Linked DNA regions of Sus scrofa: region 1 is linked to region 2. The links are chromatin contacts, called in public Hi-C maps. All regions are on one chromosome and are shown on one strand. The core of a region is the stretch at or near the end of the contact, and the rest is flanking DNA. Distances in the headings are between cores, read along the strand shown. Region 1 overlaps ANO10 (anoctamin-10). Region 2 overlaps LOC110256581 (a long non-coding RNA gene).

Region 1 (6,243 bases), core at 766-3,265, 200 kb before region 2:
CATGCAAGTGTAAAGTGGTTGTTTTGTTTGTTTCCCATAAATTCTCACTGATCTCCTTGCTCGAAGAGAAGGTCTAGGCGCTAACATCTTAGAAGGGATTAAACATTCCTGTGCAGGATGGAAAAAATTCAAGTAGAAAGCCAGGAAAACAAGTATCCCAAGGAGGCTTAGAGTCAAGAGGTGAGGGTGGAAGAATTTGACTCGAGGGGAAAGGGAACACACAGGGCTCCTGGGGGAGTATTTTTGACAGATGCTTTTCCCATGGTGGGGGACTCTGGCCTGCTCGAGAGGCAGCTGTGCACCAGGCCTGAGAACAAGAAGGAACATTACAGCCAGGTCAGGTCAGGGGCCGCCTGCTACTGACCACACAGGCCACTTGCCCCGACTCAAGAAGACTCATGTGTACAGCCTGCACTGCCCAGGGGAAAGGTTATTGTTTCTCTGGTGCACATTTCCAAGATGTAAAAGCAAATATGCCAACACTTTCAGCCTTGCTAGTCACCCTAGCCCTCCCACCCCCGATTCTCCCAAAATGAAGTATGATCGAAAAAAGCAGTTACAGTACCTGTGAGCATCCACACCTTCCCCCCACCCCCAGAAGTGCTCTGACTCCACCGGCTTGGCCCCTAGGCATGTGTGCACAGCAGATCTCTATGGGTTATCAGGGACGTGACAGGCCAGGTTGCTTTACAGATGATGGCAGCCGGGAAGGAAGAGATCTGAACGGTGGAGGGGGAGCAGAGACCAGAGCCCTGGGTGCTGGACCAAGGTGGCTTGGGAAGGAGACAGCGTGCCTGAGGGCGGCCGTGTCCTGGGACTGAGTGAGATGGGCCACGAAGAGGTCAGCTCACAGGAGGTGCCTCAAGTTGCATCTGGACTGTGTTGGACCCTCTGCCAGTGTGAGGCCTGGAGCTGGTTCCCCTAATGAGAGGGGGGCCTAGAGCTGGTTCAGCATATAAGAGAAGGCCAATCTTCGTAACTGAGAAGAAAGGGAACTAAGGAGCTGCTCGGAAAAGCATGGACTTGTCAGAAAATTGGCCAGCGCAATCAAGGGAACTTTAAATTATAATTTAAGGGAGAAAAACATATGCCCAGACAAAGCCTTCAGACTACGTAGAATTATAGACAGTCGACATGACACATTTAGTTGAGAAGATGCCCGGTAATTTACAGAAGAATATAACAATGATGAGATTTAGGAACTTTCATAACCTGAGCTGTTTCTGGGTTGTTCCCATATAAAGATACAAGTCATTCAATGGACTTGACGTTAATACAACAGTAAATCCGTAAGTGGGCCTATCCCAGCATTAGGGGATCAGCAGTGATGTCATTAAAGTACCAGTCAGGCCTTTTTTCTCCGCCACCTTCAGTGTGTTGGCTTCCATCATGACCACAGGGTGGATGCCACGGCTCCAGGCATCACGTCTGCGCACACATGTCCAAAGGCAAGAGGAAAAAACAGTGGTGCTGCTCTTGAGAGTCTCTCTATGTTAAGGAAGAAAACCTTTCCCAAATCCCCAACAGACTTACCCTCAAGCCCCACCAGCCAGGATTTAGTTACTCATTCATGCCCTGACTACTGGGGAAACTGACAGTGCTGGCATTTTTCAGCCTCTAGAGTGAAAAATGGGCTCATAGGAAGGAAGAAGTAGACACCAGCTGGGGATGGAAGGTGTTGAGTAGCAGTAGAAGGGAATGCACCTCGTTCTGCTAGATTAAAGTTTTCAAGAAGCTCTACTGTCAGGAAACTGCACACCCAGGGGGAGAAGGGCTGCATGAAATGAAGGGGAAAAGGGAAGATGGGGGGATGTGCTGGATGAAGGCATTCGAAAAGATCATGGCAGGCTTCAGTGGTGACCGTCCAAAAGGCCGAGTTAAAATTTAATCAGATTAAACTGAAGGTTAAACTTGCATGTTTTTTAAAAAAATCAATCACCAAAGTACAGGTAAAATAATCTGATCAAACCAAGTACATGTGAAAAAAGCAGGCCTGTCTCCTCAGCTGCAAGTACAAATGAGCTGGAGAAGCTTATATAACCAGAGGCTGCAGGGACTGTCAGGTCCAGAACAAAGGGGCGCGGCTCCGAGGGCTCCAGGCCCCATGCTGGCCACCTTTCCTGCCCAGCCTCTCCCCAGATTTCTCTGCTACCTTCATCCTTTGGTGTCCTGCTTCCCCTGCTCAGAAAGCCCCTCTCAGTGACTGCTCAGCACAGCCCTTCGCTAGGTGAGCGCTTGATCAGGTGCTGGCTGCTGGAATTTCCCTGACCCATGCCACCCAAGTGACAAGTAGAATCAACCACCAACTCCTTGTTTCCCCAACATTTCTTGGCCCTGGCCCTACACATATCACTGCTGGACACAAGCTCTGCAATGAGAGGCTTGAGGATCCCTAGTACCTGCATAGGGCCAGGCACAAGTGGTAGGTGTTTATGACTGTTCACTGGTCTAATGAATTAATAAGTTCCAGTGTATTCTGGGCACATGGAGAATAGTGTCTCTCATACTCTAGAGTGCCCCTGGGATCATGTTAAGATTCAGATGCTGATTGAGCGGGTCTGAGATGGAGCCCAGATTCTTCATCAGGACGGGCTCCCTGGTGAAGCTGTTGCTCCTTGGACCACGCTTAGTGGGGCAAGGATCAGAGTACTGTTAGATTCTAGGCCCTGCATCACAGTGAAGACATTGAAGAATTCAGGGGTGATCAGAATGCTCTGATACTGAGGGTGGGTTGTTTGCTCTAAGTTTTAGGTTCTTGTGTTAAAAACTAGCAATAATACAAGATTCCAGCTCATGGAGTTGTTGCAAGGCTGGTTGGCACCATAGTGGCATAAGTGACAGGCACAAAGGAAATGGTGGCTGCTCTCACTGCTATCATTTTTGTTATGACTCCAAAAGGGGGACCTGGGACTTGGCCAGAAGGAACAATGGGATAGAGGTGGCAAAAAAAATACAAAGAAGACCTTTCTAATCATCAAAGTGAACCAGAATGGGAGGTAGGGAGGCTACTTTGTGAGGGGTGCCCTCCCTCTGGGACTGTTCAAGCAGACTTTGCTGCCCAGCTGGCAGGAGAGCTGTTGAAGGGCAGATCAGCACAGTTCTGCTTTGGTATGGAAGCGACATGGGTTATAGAGACACGTAAGGGAACAAGCAAGTGAGCGGTGCTTTTCTTCCATGGTGTCCATCACTCAGGAGCCAGCTCTTTAGGAATCTTCATAGTGTGACCAGCAGGGCAGTTTTGTTTGTTTGCTTCCCAAAGTCATGGATGGTGACACTGAAAACTAGGAAAGGGGTTAAAAAGAAGTGATAAAGTCCCTCCCTACCTCAACACACTCACACACGCACACCATGGTAGCTGCCGGAGACAGAAAGACCAGTGTGGCTGCGGGGCTTGGGGAAGGGCCATGGAGAGCTGGCCAGTGGCTGGCAAGATAAAACCTTGCACAGTGGACTGTGCCTTTATCCCAGAAGCATAGGAAGCCAGTGAAGGGGCTCAGGCATGGAGCGGAACATCTTCAGATTTACATTAGCATAGAGGGTAGAGTGGGAGGGGTACCCAGAGAGGATCCAAGTAGACCAGTAAGGAGGCTGTACCACCAGTTTCCATGATGGGTTCACGTGAAGGTAGTCAAGATGTGGAGAAGAGGACAAAGGTGAGAAATGGTCAAGAGATGGAGTCAGCCCAACTTGGTTTTCTGAGATTCCTTAGCTCTGCATTTCACTAATTGGGGGAGATAGCCTAGCTTTAAGATGATCTCAAATTTAATTTCATTGGTTTAGTAATATCCAAGGGAAGATGTCAAGTGAGCATTGCTTCTGTGAGTGTTATGTGAGTTCAGAGGAAAATCTGGGCTGGAAATAGAAACGAGTGCTTCTCTGCCCTGAGACTACAGTGTCTGGGATCTCTCTTAGGGAGAACAGGTTGAGCTGTGCTGTCCATGGTAGCCGTTAGCCACAGTACTTAGTTCAAATTAGATTAAAACTTCAGTTCCTCAGTTGCACTACCCACATTTTGAGTTTTCTTAGACACTACTGATCAAAAATGAGAAGAAGAGAGGGCCTGGAATTGATCTTTGAGGAATGCCAGCTCTTGAGGGCTGGCCAGAAGATCAGATAGAGAGGTGGGGCAGGAAGGCCAGGTGAATGGTCACATCAGAGTCAAGGGCAGAAGGGTCAGGAAGGAGGTAGTTGCAAAATGTCAAAGTCAGCTATCAAAGCATCCAGTGAAGACCAGGGCAAGCCCCTTGGATATAAGAGAACGACACTCAGGCAACTTTAGGGGAGCTGTTTCAGTGAGTTACTAGGACCAGAAGCCAGTTGGGTTGGGGAGCAAGAGGTGAGAAAATCATCAGGGTAGACAACTCTATTGACAAGTTTGGCTGGAAAGGAAGGAGAAAGTTAGTGTCAGCTGGAGGAGAGCATGTGGGTAAGGGGTGGACACAGGGAAGATTTTGTTTATTTGTTTAATAAGATAAACTGGGAAGAATTCTAGGAATTTATCCCCCAGATATATTCACATGTTCATAAGAGGACACATATACCCTAACCTAAATATCTTGGTTTAGGGAAGCTAGTTTAATGAATTGTCCTGTCCATGCAGTAGAATTCTTGCAGACATTTCGAAAGAAAAAGAATGTCTTAACAATCTCTGATAGGAGGCCATCTCCAAGATTTATTTTAAAAGGTGCAGAACAGGCTGTATTATATCCCCTTTGTATTAAAAAGCAGAAGATAGATATTCCAGAACTACCCAATGCTGATATTTTAGAGAAAAAAAAAAAGAAAAACTTCTAAAGAGTGACCATGAAATCGGTACTGTTAACAAGGAACTGTCCCTAAGATGAGGCACTGGGGCACAGCAGCTGGGGGTGAATCTTTTTTTCATGATATTTCTATAGTCCTTGGCTCCTTTAAACAACACATGTGTATGTTTTAAAATATGTGTATTTTTAAGAGGCATTTGAAAGGATTCATTGAGGAAGAGGTTGAATGAGCAGGAGAGGAGAGAGAGAGAAAGGACCACCCCCCACCTTCTAGTCAGGGTCCCTTGACCTCTGATTACTCCACTGGCCAGAGCTCCGTGAAGTCAAGCGTATTTTAACTTAAGATGAGTTTTTGTGATTTCCATCTTATCCATTTGGATTTGACCCCAACACAAACGTCCACGCTCTCTCACTTGGTGCATTTGCACATGGCCTCCCGAGGCCTCTCCAGGCTGTGATCAATGTGTCTACCAGGGCTGCAGGTTTCTGACCCAGAGGCTCCCCGCCCAGGTTCACATGTGGCTGCGGGCATCCTCAGGGCAGGACATCAGTTCGTCCCGCTGCCGCCCCTCCACGGGGCCACTCACACCAGGCAGCCAACTCCCTTCAGAGCCAGCGAGTGAGACAGGGAGCCCACGAGACAGAAGCCATGGCCTCGTTGCCACCTAGTCTCAAAAGAGACATCCCCTCACTCACTAGATGCCATCCCCTCGTCACCTAGTCTCAGAAGGGACATCCAATCACTTTGCTGTGTCCTGTTGTCAGAGTGTCCAGCCCATGCTCTGGGGGAGAGGCTTCCACAGGGAGTGACTACCAGGGGGCCGGGCTCACTGGCACCATTTAGAGGCTGCCTGTGACCCATTCCTCACTTTATCTCCATTGAGTGCTTGTTGATAGGGTCCTCTTCTGTCCCAGTTCATCAACACCACATCTGCCATGAACACAAGGGAACTCACATATCCATCACAGTCTGCTTTTCCTCAGAAGGACCAGTTGCTGTTTTATCATTTTGTGGGTAATACATTAGGGACCCCCATATGTTTTTATACTTATGGAATTCTATCAATGTGATAAAATCTGGAAATTTTGATAAAATAGGAAATGGCCATCACTTTACCCTTCAAAATTGTTAGGGAACATTCTCCTATACTACATGAGAAAAAGGTCTTGTTTTTTGGAAATATACATCCTGATGTGTTTGGGGCAAAGGGGTGTGTTGTTTGCAGCTTACTCTCAAATGATTCAGAAAAAATAGTATGAAAAGAATGATAAGCAAACAGGGCAAAATGGAAGCAGTTGGTAAATCTGAGTAAGAGTATTTAAGACCCTTATACAGTACTTGCAGTTTTTCTGGAAGTTTTAAATAATAGCACAATTTAAAGTTTGAGGAAAAAAAATTCTCAGGCCCCTCTCCAGACCTGTGACATGAAAATTGCAAGTGGGATCAGGGAAACTCATTTTATGAAAGCCCCTCAGATAC
Region 2 (6,066 bases), core at 1,536-4,035:
AGTGAGGTCCCGCCAGGGCCTGGCCCATCCTCCCGCCAGGCTTTTAAGCCCCTTAGGGAGAAAAGGTCACATAGAAGCAAAAGTAAACTTGCTAAGCACCAAGAAAAGGATCCTACCTACCCTCTTTCTCTGAAAGCAATGCAGGAGCTGGACAAGCCAATCCCAGAGCCTTTCATTGTTCTAATCAAGGTCAAAGCTAGAACATGAGCCAGAGGGACGTACAGGTGCCCTGAAGGGGGCAGGGGTGTGATGGGGCCCAGCTTTGGGTCACAGAGAGAAGGGCCTGGGTAGAGCCCTCGGGGAGGATGACCCCCAATCCCTGTCCTGACCCCATCAATCAGCCAATCAATATTCATAGGTTCCGCCTGGGTCTGACCAAATCTGATCGCCCACTGTACCGGGCTGTCTCCTCCGGCCCAAGTCTCCTCATCATCCAGGACACTTTTCCACAGCTTGGGTTTTTCTCCTGAGCTTTCCCGTCTCTGAGCCCCTGGCGGAAGGATAAAGCAAGCCGTTCCTGCAACTGGTAAATAGATCTGTTGTGATTTGCAGGCAGCCAGAGACTTGAGACCTAATTTGCTGTAACTTCAAGCTGCTTCTCACTCACTGCCACAGTTGGCTCCAGAAAGAGGGCTTTGAATTCCCTGTTTTCACCATTTCTTTCAGCTCTTTCTCCTCTTCCTTAACTTTTCTGTCTCCCTCTTCCCTTCCTCTCTAATCACTTTCCTCCTGGAATCCCAGTCCTGCCTCAGTTTCCTTATGCCTGTGGGGCAAAGTGTTAGTAGACTCTCCCCGAGGGGAGGAGCCCAGCCTTGGCAGGTTACCTGTCACAAGGGTGAGCCTGAGGGCGGCTGTCACAGGGAACCCAGAGACCCTGGGCCAGGCAGACCCGGGTTAAACTTTCTCAGCTGTTCGACTTTGAGCTCCTTGTTTTCTTTTAATGGGCTCCAGTTGCCTGGTCTGTAAAGTGCATGCTAATCATCGTCTCCTGGGGTTGCTGTGGAAATTAAAGGAGATCCTAGCCCAAGGGCCAGCCGGGGTAGGTGCTCAGTCATCCACATGCTGTCCCCGAGTGCCTGCCTCTCCTGTCCCTGTGCCTGGAGTCTGTTCTTCCAGGAGGCCATTCAAAGGCCAGGCAGAAAATAGAAAAGTGTTTCTGCTGGAAGGCAGCCCTTCCTGCTGCCCCCCCACCCCCACCCCTGAGGATCCCAAACTCCTCTTTTATGTTATTTTTTATTTTTGAATTAAAGTATAGTTGGTTTACAGTGTTGTGCCAATTTCTGCTGTATAGCAGTAACCCAGTCATATGTATTATGTAATATACATATTCTCTTTTTCTTCTATTATCTTCCATCAAGGTCTCTCCCAAGAGAGTGGATATGGTTCCATGTGCTGTGCGGCAGGACGTCATTGCCAACTCCTCTTCTAGTTTTGTTCTCGCTTTTCAGTTTCCTTGGTGTGTCTTCCCCTCTGGCCCCACTAACTGTCTGTAAATGACAGACAAGGCCACCCACAGGGGGTCGGAGAATGGGGAGTACCTGTGCCCCTGTTCCAGCTCTTACCTTGAGGGCAGTGGTTTCATTCCCCGACAACCTAAGCAGGTATCGGGAATATAAATTCAGGCCCGGTCGTGGGGCTTCTGGGCAGAGGGGGCGCTGAATCAGACAATAGTGCCTGGAGCCAGGCTGACGTGTGGCCCCTAAACTCCATGACCGTAGGCAGTTCTTTATCTCCTGCAGTCCTTATCTATAATTGCTGGTGATAACCTCTTCCTTAAGGGATTGTTGAAAGTCCTGAAGGAGGTCACCTCTTCTGACCTATAGCACGTGTGCAATAAGGCTTCCCTCGGCCCATGTGATCTCCACAGCCTCACCAGCACCCTTCATAGCACAGCTCCCTGTGCTCTGTGCCCCAGGGTCTTCCTAGTGCCTGGCATCCCTTCTCACTTTGTGTTCCCATCATGACCCTAAGAGGTTGCACTTTTGAAGTGTTACAGCCTTTCTCCTCTTCCAGATAAGAAAAGAGAAGTAAAGTCACCTGCTCACAGTGACCCAGCAGGGAGTGACTGTCACTGCGGTGGGAGGGCCTTTGCAGCTTTATTTGCATGGGAAGTTTTCCCAGGGAACTTTGAGGGGGGTGGGAGTCCTACACCCCAAAGTAGACAGGGCTCCAGAACCTTCCGTGGCTCTCTTGCAAAACGAACCCGCAAGGAACGCAGGGGTCAAATGAGGCCAACAATTCAGGGACTTGGCAGGTGCTGCCGGATTTGTGGTCATCAGCCCCTGCTGGGCCTGCCTTCCTCCTCCATTTCCTGGGCCATCTTTTATCCAGGATGTCCCCTTTTCTCCAGAACGCCTTCCAGCAAATCCAATAAAAGCAGGGACCAGGTGAGCAGGAATAGCCTGGATGTCAGAGATCAACAGACATCTAGCCACAAAGCCCGAGCATATTTGCTTTGTAACCTGAAATTATTATTTTTGTTTCAAAGGCTTTAATTTAGGAAGATCTAGATGTTCATCAAGGCTCCAACTGCTGAGGAAAGTGTATTTTAAAGGCCAGCTGCAGAGGCAAACACACTTTGCCTTTGCCGTTCTGTTGGGGCTGCATCCAGCCTTGACATTAAAACAGTTCCGTTTCTGTGCTGACAGCGTATGTGGACACAGCCAGGATTTCCCGTGCCTCCACCCTGCCATTTCCTCTCTGCGTCTGAGCTGCTCTCCTCCTTTCCTCTCTCCCTCCCTCCCCACAACTTACTCAGATCTGTGAGTAAATGTTCAGGAATGTTCTGGAAAGTGGGATCATTTAGGCTCCAGACAGGCAGGGGTTCAAAGTCCAGCTCAACCATTTCTGGGCTATGCACACACACGGCCAGTTCACCTCTCTGAGTGTCAGATGTTCACCTGGAAACTGAGATCACATGAAGGTGGATTTGCCCGGAGCCTGGCACAAGGTAAAGGGGTAATAAATGGAATCAGGCAATATGCCTTTTGACCAGGAGTTCCCATAGTGGCTTGGTGGTAATGAACCCGACTAGAATCCATGAAGAGGCAGGTTTGATCCCTGGCCTTGCCCAGTGGGTTAAGGATCTGGCATTGCTGTGAGCTGTGGTGTAGGCCAATAGCTGTAGCTCTGATTTGACCCCTAGCCTGGGAACCTCCATAAGCTGTGGGTGGGGCCCTAAAAAAAAAAACCAAAAAAACCCTTTCAACCAAAGCCAAGTGTGAGTCTGGGGCACATGTGTCCTTAGCACTTTCGAAGGACCTGCTTCCCCTTTGTCTCTCTCCATAGCCTTGGCCTCAACCGCAGATGCCTCCTGCCTTCAAGTCTGCCTCTGAGATGACCTGCTCCACATGTCCATGGCTGCTTCTGTGACTCCCTCCATCCCAAGCAAAATGGATCTGTGCCACTCTCTGCCCAGCGTTCAGCTGGGCTGATGAACCAACCTTGGCTGACACTTCAACGGAGAGAGGCGATGTTTGACCAAGACCCAGAGACAAGGCATCAGGGAAGCAGAGGCTGCCAGTCACCCATATTTCCCAAATATCTGGGCCAGGAGCTCACTCTTGCCAATGCCACTAAGAACTATGAATGGTAACCATTTGGGCAGGTTGCAGACCTATGGCAGAAGGAAGATGTCCGTCTTTGAACTTGAGATCACACTGCTTAGGCAGCTGCTAGGCCAATCTCTGTCCATGATGCCTGCCTTTCCACAGCAAGCAGAGGGCCATGGAAAGTGAAAGAAGGATGCCCACATGCCCTCCCCCCACTCCCTCACTGCCAGGCGAGGAGAGACGCTGCGCCAGGGTCCAGAGATCAGGGCTTGGACATCACTCTGCTCATGACTCATGCACAACACAGGCAGGTCATTACCCACTGTTGTGGCTAAAAGGCTATAATAGCACTTGGCCTCTCCCTGCTTCATATCGGTGACTCGGAGGATTAATGAGGGAATGAGTGCTAAGCTTGGTAAATGCAGCTTTATTCCCCCACTGGTCCCTCTGATTACCCCACAAAGCTGATGGGAAATAGCAAAGGTCAAAGTTCGCTTTAGATGAGGTTGAGGTCCTCTCCCAGTGTGGTTCTGAGCTCTGCGTCTGTGTCACCCTCACCTGGGTGAGGCCCTGGGGTCAGACTTAGAAAGGGGTGGGATGGGAGGGGGAATATCCTCCAAGCTCTGGCCACAAGCCTGGGGCATTTCATATGGCAAGTCAGCCAAAGGAATGGATCTTACTGGGCCTTTTGGAAACTTCCAGTGGCAAAACCCACAGACGGGACAGCACCTGTCAAGGCTGGAGTGAGCAGGATGGAAGCTGCCTCTCCAGGATGCTGGCTTTCAGGGCTGGTCCCCTTGCTCTCTACCTATATAATTTGATTCTGTGATCTTTCCTGGTGGACAACCTCTAAGACACTGGTGGCTGAGGTCAGAGGCCTAGAAGGTCAGGGGGAGGGAGAGAGGCCGATGGGATGCCTGGCTGTGGCCCTGCTTGATGGAGACAGCTAGGAGAGGCCACTTCCCACAGGGCTGTGGCTCTTTCCGCGCAAGATTTGGAGCTTTCTCGGGGAAAGGTCAAGACGGGACTAAACCAACTCTGCCAACTAAGGAATGCGGCTTGCCATCCAGCTCTACAAGGATTGAGTCATTTGCCTTTGCTATCACTGACCTTTAACACACACTGAAAGAGTTCAGGGCAGAGATCAGGAACACGGCACAGCACTCCAGGCTCTGGGAAAACTAGCAGAACAGGCCTTTCATTAGACATTTGCGGGAGAAAATTTTATGAATCCAAGTTCTCACATCTTCCTACACTTGGAAAAGCACTGAAATCATTAACCAAGATGACTGTTCCTCATGACAAGTAGTAACCTTCTACCGAGATGTGTGCTTGGTTGCATGTACCCTTTTCTAAATTCATAGATATGCTGACCTTCCCCCTTTCCCCCTTTGGGACAGTTTCTCAGAGCCTGTGAGAGACTGTCTTCTGTGCTACATTCCTCGCTAAGTCCCCAAATAAAACTGAAACTCACGACACTCACAAGTGTCTTCTTTTCTTTTTTGGCCGTGCCTATGGCACGTGGAAGTTCCCGGGCCAGGGATCAAACCTGAGCCAAAGCAGTGACAACACTGAGTCCTTAACTGCTAGGCCACCAGGGAACTCCACCTGTGCTTTTACTTCAGTCAACAATCCTCCAAAGAATCCATCTTGGGAGAGAGAAGATTCTTCCCAGTTTAACTTTGGTCTGATAGATAATAATTCACATGGTTCAAAATCAATATAAATTAGATACAATGGGAAATGGAGCTCCACCTCTGCCCTGGTTTACTGATTCTGCCCATGATGCCTGCTACTCTTACTGGTTTCTTATATATCCTTCTAGTATTTCTTTCTGTAAATTCAAATGTGTGTTTTCACTCTGCCTTCTCCCTCAAGTACACAAAAGTTAGCGCATGGTTGTGTCCTGGCATTGGTCAGGGTCTCCGTGGGAAGTAATTGGCAGCTGGATAACTGAGGAAGGGTTCATGAAAGACTGTGGACAGAGGTGTGGTCCGGCTGCAGGGAAAGCAATGGGAATGTGCACTTCGCCAGGGCTGAGGACCATGGGGAGCCCCAAGCCTGCAGAGATCAGGGACAGGAGATGCTAGGAGCCAGAGATGGGGAGGGGGAGGGAGAGAGGGAGAGAGAGGACACTTTACAGAGAGGCCTCAAGGAAGAGGGACAAGGCACTGCAGTGCAGGGAAGAAGCCAGAGACTCAAAAACCGCCCTCACTGCCCCCTGCTCTCTGGATCTTTTGTGGGGCCCCCACTGGCCCATCCCGGCCAGAAGTCTGGGACTAGAAGGTCTGTGGGTGTAGACTCTAGAAGCCAGCCTCCGAAGACAAAGATCAGGCTGAGAAGGGTGTGAGTGTCTGGGGTGGGAGGGGTGGCACGTGCACACCTGGAGAGCACGCAGGTCACCTGCCCAGGACCTTGCTCCCTACATCACCTGACAGCCAATCCTGGCACTGGTTCCGTTTTATTCGCTGATGTGGCTTCTAGCATTGCTTGGATGCACTTCCTCACCTTCCCT

What was found. A called contact is a pair of places that touch in the nucleus more often than the background predicts.
Region 1: a Hi-C map of liver shows a contact between it and region 2, with 3 times the contacts expected there. The contact joins two enhancer-like sites. A contact is called at or near these places in 1 of 47 Hi-C or Micro-C datasets (liver) and 1 of 2 datasets of contacts at active chromatin or transcription factors (skeletal muscle).

The regions. Positions count from the first base shown.
Region 1 is chr13:26,763,728-26,769,970 of Sscrofa11.1, reverse strand. The region is part of intron 12 of ANO10 (anoctamin-10); the gene reads left to right. Among named protein-coding and RNA genes, the nearest start is that of SNRK, 98 kb to the right of the region's middle. Within about 2 kb of position 2,015, at least 2 of the 83 cell types and tissues checked have an H3K27ac peak or open chromatin away from gene starts, as enhancers often do. A contact at or near this core is called in liver, where this site is marked.
Region 2 is chr13:26,566,315-26,572,380 of Sscrofa11.1, reverse strand. It overlaps LOC110256581 (a long non-coding RNA gene), which reads right to left. Exons shown (of 6, transcript XR_002338247.1): 1 at 6,060-6,066. Among named protein-coding and RNA genes, the nearest start is that of POMGNT2, 66 kb to the right of the region's middle. Within about 2 kb of position 2,785, at least 35 of the 83 cell types and tissues checked have an H3K27ac peak or open chromatin away from gene starts, as enhancers often do. A contact at or near this core is called in liver, where this site is marked.